Regions from separate parts of the Sus scrofa genome. Here region 2 is linked to region 1. A link is a contact called in public HiChIP or PLAC-seq data. All regions are on one chromosome and are shown on one strand. The core of a region is the stretch at or near the end of the contact, and the rest is flanking DNA. Distances in the headings are between cores, read along the strand shown.

What was found. HiChIP or PLAC-seq counts read pairs in DNA pulled down with a chosen protein or histone mark.
Region 2: an H3K27ac HiChIP or PLAC-seq map of skeletal muscle shows a contact between it and region 1. The contact joins two enhancer-like sites. A contact is called at or near these places in 4 of 5 promoter capture datasets (fetal liver, fetal skeletal muscle, liver and 1 more), 35 of 47 Hi-C or Micro-C datasets (adipose tissue, alveolar macrophages, blood and 17 more) and 2 of 2 datasets of contacts at active chromatin or transcription factors (alveolar macrophages and skeletal muscle).

Annotation. Positions count from the first base shown.
Region 1 is chr2:6,756,699-6,761,713 of Sscrofa11.1, forward strand. LOC102163816 (a long non-coding RNA gene) reads left to right here. Exons shown (of 4, transcript XR_002341443.1): 1 at 1-1,175; 2 at 1,661-1,876. Among named protein-coding and RNA genes, the nearest start is that of SCYL1, 26 kb to the left of the region's middle. Within about 2 kb of position 2,088, at least 72 of the 83 cell types and tissues checked have an H3K27ac peak or open chromatin away from gene starts, as enhancers often do. A contact at or near this core is called in adipose tissue, alveolar macrophages, brain and 9 more, where this site is marked.
Region 2 is chr2:6,813,706-6,818,720 of Sscrofa11.1, forward strand. No RefSeq gene overlaps it. Among named protein-coding and RNA genes, the nearest start is that of FRMD8, 28 kb to the right of the region's middle. Within about 2 kb of position 1,931, at least 57 of the 83 cell types and tissues checked have an H3K27ac peak or open chromatin away from gene starts, as enhancers often do. A contact at or near this core is called in adipose tissue, alveolar macrophages, brain and 9 more, where this site is marked.

The sequences.
Region 1 (5,015 bases), core at 838-3,337:
TGGCTTTTAAAACATTTTAATCCATCTACGACTGGACTTTAAAAGTATTGTTTAGGTTCTATTTATAGCATTACGTTTGAACAATAATCTAAAAAGCTGCCCTTCAATTTAAGACTTTAAAATTCCATACTTTGCAGTCCTGTCTCGGCAACTCCTTTTAAAATTAGCTTTCTCACTCCATGAAGAAGCTTCAGCTCTTAACCTCCGTCATGTTCTAATATTATCTTTTTTCTTCTTTCTTCCTTTCTCACACTATTTTTTAAGGACGTCTCCATTTTCCCCTAAAATAAGACCTTCTTATTAATTATCAAATCTACTCTCACGAATTTAACTCAAAACTACAGCTCAGTATTTTCGCTAATTTATAATTCCTAGAGAATAAGAGTAATCCCTATCTTAACAGAAAAACTTATCTGCGGTCTCCTCAAGAAGCGTTTCCTGCCTCTCAGCCGTCTCTGCTCTCGCTGCCTCAATGCCTGCCTCCCGACCCGCAGCGCGCGGCGTATTTATAGCCCAAGGACACCTCACACCCCCGTCATCCAATAACCCTCCGCCGCCTTTGTGAGGGAAGCAAAAATAGTTCCTCGGAAGGAGTTAAAAATAGAATCTGGTTTATAAGACTCTAGGTTTTTCCTTAACAGTTTATATAACTTGCTCGCAAACTCTGTACCCAGATGTTTAAGTAGATTTGAACTGAAAACTTGAGTAAAAACAATGGAAACCACGTTTAAACAGACCATCAAACAGCTGACAAAAACTCAGAATTACTTGGAAATGTTTTAGTAGCTTTTAAAATACCTTCTGTGTTTCCTTGGAGTACAGTAGGTACAATTTAGTGCTTTGGAGGCTAGGAAAGTAAAACTAAGTTTGCTGATGGCCTTCATTTCCATTATGTAACCGAGCTTCAGCCTCACAAATAGAGCGGAGCCATCTTAGAAGGACCGAAGGGTGGGAGTTTCGCCCCCATGGGCCGCAGGTCCTGAGGATTATACCACACCGTCTTGATTGCCATTTTATTCGTGAGATCCGATCAGCCCAGGTGATCTATGTAAGAATTGGACTAAATGTGGAAATCCACTTCTGGAAAATGTCTGACAGCCACTCTTTACCACTGTTGCCTGCAACAGAGCTGGTCACGCATCGCAAGGGATTAGGACCAAAATTGAGGCATCCAGGTGGGCTTATCTTAATTTGAAAAACTTCGTGTTTTTATTGTTGATTTAGTAGGTAGGAAACATCAGCTAGGACACCCCTCCCCCCATGCTTTTGGTTGTTGCCTTCTTGGGACATTTTAAATGAAGCCTGGATTAACTTTTTCAAACGTGAACCGTCTCTAAGCTTCTAGGCCTGTCTCTCTAAAGTGTTCAAAACCTAAGTCCAATCAAAACTAACTTTACATGTCCTCTTTAAATTATCTGAAAAGGCCAGGTTTCACCTCCGAAGATATTGCGACCTTGAGCCGTCAGTGGGGGAGGGAACTTGTTCTCAAATTATTTACGAACCTTTACTGCTGGTCTGCTTTTCTAGGTTCTAATGTTTTTACGTATTTTGTATTATCTCTGGTTTGACTCCTTTTAAGACTTTTAAAAGTGGAGCTGGGAGGAAAATAAAATTTTTCTCCAAACCCAAAGCCTCCCTTTCTGCGGTTTTATTTTTAAAGCACCCCGTGTTTCCCACCTGGGTGGAAAAGCGGAGGGAAGCGCCAGGGCGGAACTGGCTGCTGTGTCTCAAGGACTCTAGGAGAAGCCTCGGTCCCCAGGGCGGCAAAGGGGACCCGAGTGAGGCTTGAGGACTTAGAAATGACAATGGCGCCAGGGAGCGTCCCAGATACCGGCTTCCAAGCGGCTAAAGCGGCTGAGGCGCGAAGAAGAAGCAGGTGAGAGGCCCAGCGGGGTGGGCGCGAGCCCCCGGGGCCGAGGGGGTGGGGGACAGGCTTCCCGGCCCAGCGCTGCCCGCGGCCGCAGAAAAGGGAGAAGCGGTGGGGGAGGGGTGCTACCCGAGCGCCGCGCCCCTTCCCCCCGCCCCCCCCAAGCCTGCCTCGCGCAGGGATATGCTGGCCGTGAGCCGCCGCCTCCCTTTGTGAGGCGTAGGCTCGCGGGCGGGCGCCGCCGGTTCTAACCGGTTCCAGCCGGTCCCGGCCGCCTCCGGGAGGGATGGCGGTTGGCGCAGCCCGCCACTGCGCACGCGCGCCCCGCCCCCACAGGGCCCCCGCCGGTCCTGGGGAAAGGGGTGGGGGAGGGCGGACCTGGTCCCCGGCGAGGACCTTCCGGGCTGCCCTTTCGCCCTCGGACCGCTCTTGGGCAGCTCTTCCTTTGCCGGCCCTGTGCCCTCTTTCCCTTTCCAGCCTGGGTCGGCTTTTTCTTCCCCTTTCCTGTTCTTTGTCGTTTCCTCCTTATTGTCGCAAAGTCATCTGTTAATGAAAAATTTGCACGTCATTCCCTTGGAGGTATCAAATTCTGTTTATCGTAACATCCCTTGAGTGCGTGTATGTCACCAGATCTTAGTGTCTAGAATGTTCAAAGGGGTCTCAGACCTTGCAGCTGCCTGGGCACTTTTTTTTTTTTTTTTCTAGAACAATCCAGTGGTGGTGAGCTAACATGGAGAGCGCCAGGGCTTGCGATGGCTTAGAGCGTGGAGGTCAGGACAGGGTGGGGACGGCCACCCTTTATTTCAGAACCTCTGAGATGGTGTGTGTTTAGACAGTGACACCGGCAGGGGAAGATGGAGTTTAGTATCGTGGGGTTGGTTAGGATGGCAACTAAATAACGACATAGGAGTTGTAAAAAGTCCCCGGTCTGTATTTTTAAAACTGCTGGCAATGGTTGTGGAAGGATCTCGAAGCAGGCTTGGGGGCTCTGGCAATTGAGAGTACTGTCTCCTGTTAACCTTCCACCTTCACCCGTCCCCCGCCACGATAAATAAAGCAGGGCCAGTTTAAGCAGCTATTTTAAATGGTCCCTGGCAGAGCTGTTCTTGTTTAATCAGTCTTTCTCCCTGAAGAGTGGAATATTACTGAGATGCAGATGGTTCCCTTCAGACTCAGTCTTGATGTTTGCTCTGGGACTGGAAAATTTTTAGTAGAATTTTACAGCTGGAAGGAGGAACACTGAGTTGGGTCACCTCGTTTTACAGATGGGGATTTGGGGGCCTGGGGAGTTTGTGATTTGCCTAAAACCAGACACAGCTAATTAGTACCTGAACCTATTCTTGAATCGAGGATTTCAACTTCACTGCACCTCTTTTTCTCCCCCACTACCTCCCACCCCACCCTCACCCAGTCCTTCTGTCAGCCCCCACAACTGATGTTTTTGCTAGGGCTGGGGGAGGACCTAGCCCCTGTCTGTCATCTGAGATCTGTCTCCCACTGCGGAGCTGCTGAAATGAATTTTAAGAGTCCTAAAGTGCTTTAAATAATTGTCAGTGCAGCTAAACCAGTCGTCTCCATCCGCCTTACACATGGATGATACTGTTAGAACGGCTGTATGTCACTTGGCTAATTCTCCCTGAATCTGGGGAAAGAGATTTGAACGAAGCTCAGCACTCAGAAGTCTCTTGTGCAGAGAGATGGCTTGCCAAAGCAAGAGACAAATATTCTTGTTTTCCCAGTTGGTAAGTGAAAAACATTTTAGAGGTTATGGACACTAGGCCCAAAGATTTACTGCCTTCATCTCTCCTAGCTCTTGCTTCTCAGAACTGTCTAGCTGTCTCCAAAATGCTCTAATTGCTTCCTCTACTTCCTGATATACTAAGCCTCTTTTTTTCCTGAAAGATGTGTTTAAACAAGATGGCCTAAAATCACCATGTTCTTTGGTGAGAAGGTAAATAATACACTTGCTTAAGTGTTCTTCTGTCAACTCTCTTGAGCTAAGGATCCCTTTAACATAAAACTAAGTTTTCTTGGAGTTCCCGTCGTGGCTCGGTAGTTAACGAGTCCGACTAGGAACCATGAAGTTGAGGGTTCGATCCCTGGCCTTGCTCAGTGGGTTAAGGATCCGGCGTTCCTGTGAGCTGTTGTGTGGGTCGCAGATGCGGCTCGGGGTTGCTGTGGCTGTGGCATAGGCTGGCGGCTACAGCTCCAATTCGACCCCTAGCCTGGGAACCTCCATATGCCATGGGAGCAGCCCTAGAAAAGACAAAAACAAAAAAACTAAGTTTTCTTTAAGGCAGCTTTCCTCTGGCCTCCATCCATGTGCCTTTTAACTTCATCAGGTCCTAAGGCAGCGGCTCTCAATACCCTGTTTATTCTTCTCTACCTTACTCTGAAACCTAGTCTTCATTTGGGCCCAAGGGCCTAGGTATAAGAGGGCTAGTCCGTTTTGGAGGTTCATCTTGTGCTCCGCACCCACCCCACCCTCAGAAGAGCCCTCACTAAAAATAGGAGGCCCTTGGTTCTGGTTTCTGGCAATTACTCCCCTGACAAACAGCCTGTGACCTTGGGCAGGAGCCCAAATAACTTCTCAATGGCAATTTCCTTATGCATGAAACAAGGAGATGGGATGAAAGAAGTGTTGATGCCAATTCTATAAAATGCTGTAGACAAAGAGATGGGCAGGAAACAGGATTTTAGGTCTCCTGGCCCCGGGGCACTGAAAAGGACTAAAGCAGCAGAAATTTAGAATCAGGCCTCCAGATTCTAAATCCCAGTCCTCCGGAGTCACTCAGGCCAGAAACATCCAGAGAATGCTGGCAACCGCTCCACCTCCTTCCCTTCTGAGCAAGGCCAGTCAGGCTTAGTCAAGAGTTTCTAAGGCCCTTCCTTTCTGGGTCCAGGGTTCCCAGGCCAGTCTGGGCCCGTCTTCAGCAAAACCTGGTCTCCCCTCAGGCCTCTTTTGTCCTCATCTTTATTCTTGGGATAGTTATCTAATCCTGCTTTGCCAGAGACAGTTTTGAAATGCAGATAGATAAAAGGCCAGAGGAGTGCCCCCGGAAAGAACTTTCTAGTTTTCTAAAGACTCAAGGAATGCGCAGTTCCCAGCCCCCTCCTGCCGCCCACTTTCCGAAGCTGGAAGCTGATC
Region 2 (5,015 bases), core at 681-3,180, 57 kb after region 1:
CTAACCCACTGTGCCACAAGAGAACTCCTGTAGCTTGCTTTTTTCTCTCTCTGGTCTAATTACCTTCCTCATCCACACGTCATTCCCAAATCCCAGGAACAAACTGTATTAGATTGTATTTTTCAAAAGAGCAGGAGTAGGTGGAATTAGCAATGCACAAAGCATTAGGATTCTGCGCTGCTTAGGACTCTCCAACACGAAAGGAACTAAGGCCTTCCTTTGTGCCCCTGTGTCTGGAGGGGTCCCACCACCCACTCCATTTTCAAGGATAAATTGGCACAGTGTCCATGGGCCCTGGCTTAGAAGCTCTCCGGGCAGCATGGCTAGCTTTTGTTGGAGCTGGATTGTCTCTGAGGAGGAATGAGGGTAGAAAGCCACACAGGGACCTCTCTGTCCGGCCTTTGGGGCCAAGGCTGTCCTTACAGTGAGATGGACAAATGGAAGGCTCGGGTCCTGCCTCTTTCTGCAAATAAGGCTGAAAATACCTCGGGAGTATTTTTACAGAGAGGAGGGCAGGGCAGCCAGTGCGTCAGCAGATTTCTCCTGAGCAAAACAAGCTGTTCCAGGAAACGGCAGTAAACAAGAGAACTTTGGTCCCTGGGTGGGGCTGGGTGATGAGAGGCCTGCCCCACCCGGGGGGTGGTTGAGACCTGCTCTTCCTGGGGCAGTGCCCTGAGGGGCTCATGGCTGGGGGGACGGGGGGGGGGGAGGACCCCTTGGGCAACATCCGGATTTCAGGGTCAGGGCCAGGGCTCCAAGTCCTTTCTCACAGCCAGGATTGCCTTCCCTTCTCGTTCTGAAGCCTGCTTAGTTTTGTTTTCCTGAAAACACATCAGCCCAGGACGGGTCCCAGGAGAGAGAAGAGGGGCGAGAAAGGGCTGGTGCTTTAGGGTCAAGATGGGTAGGAGGGTGATGATATTGCTGCCACCACTAGAGAATGTGCCAGAACCCTGCTCCCGTCTCTCACAGGCCCAGTACTAGAGCTGTGGCCTCCTGGGTCACCTTGGACTTGTAACGGAGCAGGACCCTGGGAGGCCTTCCCAGAATAGACCCCCACTCATCTCCTCCGCTTGCCTTTTTAGCTATAGAAAAACTTGAACGAACCAATTTAATCAGGGAATGAAAAAAAAAAAAAAAAAAAAACAAAGAAAACAGTAATAACAGCTCAGCCATTCAACAAAGTCAAGGACCTTCAGTTCCTCAGAGACTTTAGATAGGAGTTCCTATTGTGGCTCAGCAGGTCAACAACCAACTAGTACCCAGGAGGATGCAGGTTCAATCCCTGACCCCGAGCAGTGGGTTAAGGACGTGGCATTGCCGTGAGCTGTGGCTGAGGTCACAGACTTGGCTCAGATCTGGCGTGGCTGTGGCTGTGGTGTGGGCCAGTGGCTGCAGCTCTGATTTGACCCCTAGACCGGGAACTTCCATATGCTGTGGGTGCAGCCTTAAAAAGAAATTAAAAAAAAAAGAAAGATAAAGAAAGAAAACCAAAGCCTATAGATAATATTTTGAGCCATGACCCTGGAGCTGTTTTGCAGGTGCTGAAGCTCCCACCGTTTGGAAGAAACCACCTAACTCGATGCTGCCCACAGCACGTAGACCCCAGACCCGATGGAACCAGCACGTTAAAGCTGCCGACTCCCAATGACCTCCCCACCCACCAATCAGGAGCATGTCCAGGAGCTGACCACGGCCGGCTCCTCGGACACTGTAGGACTCCTCACAGTCCCCTCCGAGGGCGGCACCAGCCTGCTGTGTGTTCCCTCTTTGCCTGGCAGTTAAAGCTGCTTTTTCTGCTTCCTCCAACTGTCTCCGTGCTTCTGTCTGGCACTGGTGCCGAGATTTCGACTCTCCCCCTCCCAGGAGCCCCTCGGCCTGGGCCTCTCCCTTCAGAGCCCCAGGGCCCGGGTTTCAGGGCCTGGGTAAGGAAGTGCACAGTCACTGCGTGCTGGCCGGGAGCCCTTCCTGCCCTGGCTCGCCTCCCAGCGGCCCAGCGGGAACAACCCGGACCTCCGCCCAGCCCCCACTGGCCTCTCCTGCCCTGGCAGGAAGCTGGGCCCCAGCCTGGTCTGGCCCACCCTGCTGCAGGCCCCCGGGCAGGCCCTTCGTCAGCTCTCCAGCCGGCTTTCCCTGTTCTCACCTCCTCGCTTTAACAAAAGAGTCTGCCTGGAAGCACTTAACCCAGTGGCTCTGCCTGGAGGTCACCTTCCCAGTGAGACTCCATCCCCACCCCGTCCTGCTGGGACGTGAGCTCCTCAAGGGAGGGCCTTCCGTCTGTTTGTCCTCCCCTGGGCCTCTGAGCTGGCAGTCCCCGAGACGGCCCTGGCGTGGAGCGGATCTTGATAAATGTGTTGACCAAACAGTTGTGCCCACTGTGAGGCTCTCGGTCAATATTTGTGATGTTTCTGGGCTGATCGGAGGAAGGAAATGAGTTCCCAGGTCAACAGCAGGCCCACAAAACAGGTGGCGGGCCCGGATCTGGGGTCCCGTCCACCCCGGACTCCCAAGTCAGGACATATGGAGAGGGTGGTGGGGTCGGGGTGGGGGGACTGCTGTTCCCTGTGGCCGGGGGCCCAGCAGCTCCCAGGAAATGGCTGGTGCAGCTCAGGGAGACAGGGGAGCCTCTCTTGGCGGACGTGGCAGAAGGCGTTTGAGGGGGAGGGTGTCAGGGGTTGGTTCTCCCGGTTTATAAGGCAGAGGAGGAAGTGGGCCAGTCCACCTGCATTTCCTGCTCTCATTTTGGGAGCCCATGTGTGTCCAAAAGAGAGAGGGACAGGAGTTCCCGCTGTGGCACAACGGGATCCGGCAGTGTCTTGGGAGCACTGGGTCTCAGGTTCCATCCTGGCGCAGTGGGTTAAGGATCCAGCATTGTTGCAGCGCAATTTATGCTGTGACTGCATCTTGGATCCGATGCTCCCTGGCCTGGGAACTCCATGTGCCTTGGGGAGGCTGGAAAAGGAAAAAAAGAAAAGGCGGGACAGGCAGGGAGGTGATCCTGTTAGGAGGGGGCTCTCATATGTGTGACCTATGCCTCCTCTGGGGTTCCAAGGGCCCCCCAACTGGGAGCCCCCTGCTTCTAGCGCCAGGCCTTGGGCGAGCCGTGGCTCCAGGAACTAACTGCAACGCCATCAGTCGCCTTCATCCAGCTCTTTGGGACGCTCTGCCGTGTACAGAGGCATCAGGGGGGCCCTGGTGCCCAGCCCCGCTCCCCAGCCTTGCACGAGCCGGCCTGCTGCCTGGAGCTCACGTTGCCCTTTTCCTGCCAACTCCTTCACTGGCTCATGGTCGCCTCCCTGTGTCCAGAAAGCCCTGCTCACCAGACTCTCTTGTCCCCCCTCCCGAGTGCCAAGCACCGACGGGGAGCAGCAGGAAGGCCTGTGGAATGAGGTACCCGGTCCCACAAGCCTTGCCTCCCTGGACCACTGTCGCCCCACCAGTGGCCCCAGACGTCCTCGGGCAGGCCCCCTGTTGCTGACGGAGCAAGTCCCAGCTTTGGGGGGCCCCACCCTTTGGCCCGTGTCCATCTCACCAGCCTCGCCGCAAGCCTCACCCACCAGGAACCTTGGTGACAGCTCCTCTGGGTGAGCAACCTGGTGGTGCTGAAAGCCGCCCCTTCCCAGGCCTAGGTCTGCACAGCCCCCCCAGGGACCCTCTCCTCCCAGGCTGCCTGCAGCCCCCCACCGGAGCTCACTTCTGCTGGTGTCCCTGAGGCTGGAAAGGTCCCCAGGCCTGAGCCTCTCTCGCCCCCACAGTGACCCCACTGGAGCACGGGTTGTTCAGACCACCCTTGAACCTCTGCCCTTTTCTGTTCTGACTCCCCTAGACCTGCCCAAGTGGCACCTGTGAGAGACCCAGGTGGTGCCGGGGCTTCTGTGGGCAGCGTGAACCCCTGAGGGGTTCATGTGCCCCTGGAGGCTGCCGACCTTGAAGCTGTGGGGGAGGCCTTTGCTCCTACCAGCCCGGAGCGTCAGCGGTCACCACCCCCTCTCCACCAAATGCCAAGATCAAACAGGCCGGCGACATGGAAGTCCTGGGAAGAGCTGGGACTGTTATTATTCTCCCACTTGCACATTATACCCGTGACGAGTAGAGTGAAATAGCTGCGGGGAAGGGGAGGATAAATGAGGAGTCTGGGATTAACATATACGCACTCCTATATGTAAAACAGAGAACCAACAAGGACCTGCTGTATGGCACGGGGGCCATGCTCAATATTTTGTAGTAATCTAGAAGGGAAGAGAATTCGAAAAAAAATATATACATAATAATATTATACATAAACTATATATATTATAAATACATAAGTTATATTATACATGGGGAGTTCCCGTTGTGGCTCAGCAGTTAACAAACCTGGCTAGTATCCATGAGGACGCGGGTTCGATCCTTGTTCTTGCCCAGTGGGTTAAGGATCCGGTTGTTGCCATGAGCTGTGGTGTAGTTCGCAGATGCAGCTCGGATCTGGTGTTGCTGTGGCTGTGGCATAGACCAGCAGCTACAGCTCTGATCAGACCCCTTGCCTGGGAATCTCCATATGCCACGGGTGCAGCTCTGAAAAGCAAAAAACAAAACAAAAATAATAATAATAGCTGGGAGTTCCCGTCCTGGCTCAGCAGTAACGAGCCTGACTACTATCCGTGAGGATGCAGGTTCTATCCCTGGCCTTGCTCAGTGGGTTAAGGATCAGGCCTTGCCTGAGCCACGGTGTAGGTCGCAGATGCGGCTCAGGTCTGGTATTGCTGTGGCTGTGGTGTAGGCCGACAGCTGCAGCTCCCATTCAACCCCTAGCCTGGGAATTTCCTTATGTCTCGGATGTGGGGGGTGGGTGGAAATAGCTGGAGGGGTCCGTATGGGTGGGGGAGGGGAGGTGCTGGAAGAACTGGACTGCTGGGCAGGGGGAGGGGCCTGTTGGCAGGGGCCTGGGACTGTCAGCTCCTGTGGGCAAGGGGCAGAGCAGGAGAGAGAGGAGTAGCTCCAAGGGTCTACCCACTCCACTCAGTGGATTCCCCCCAACA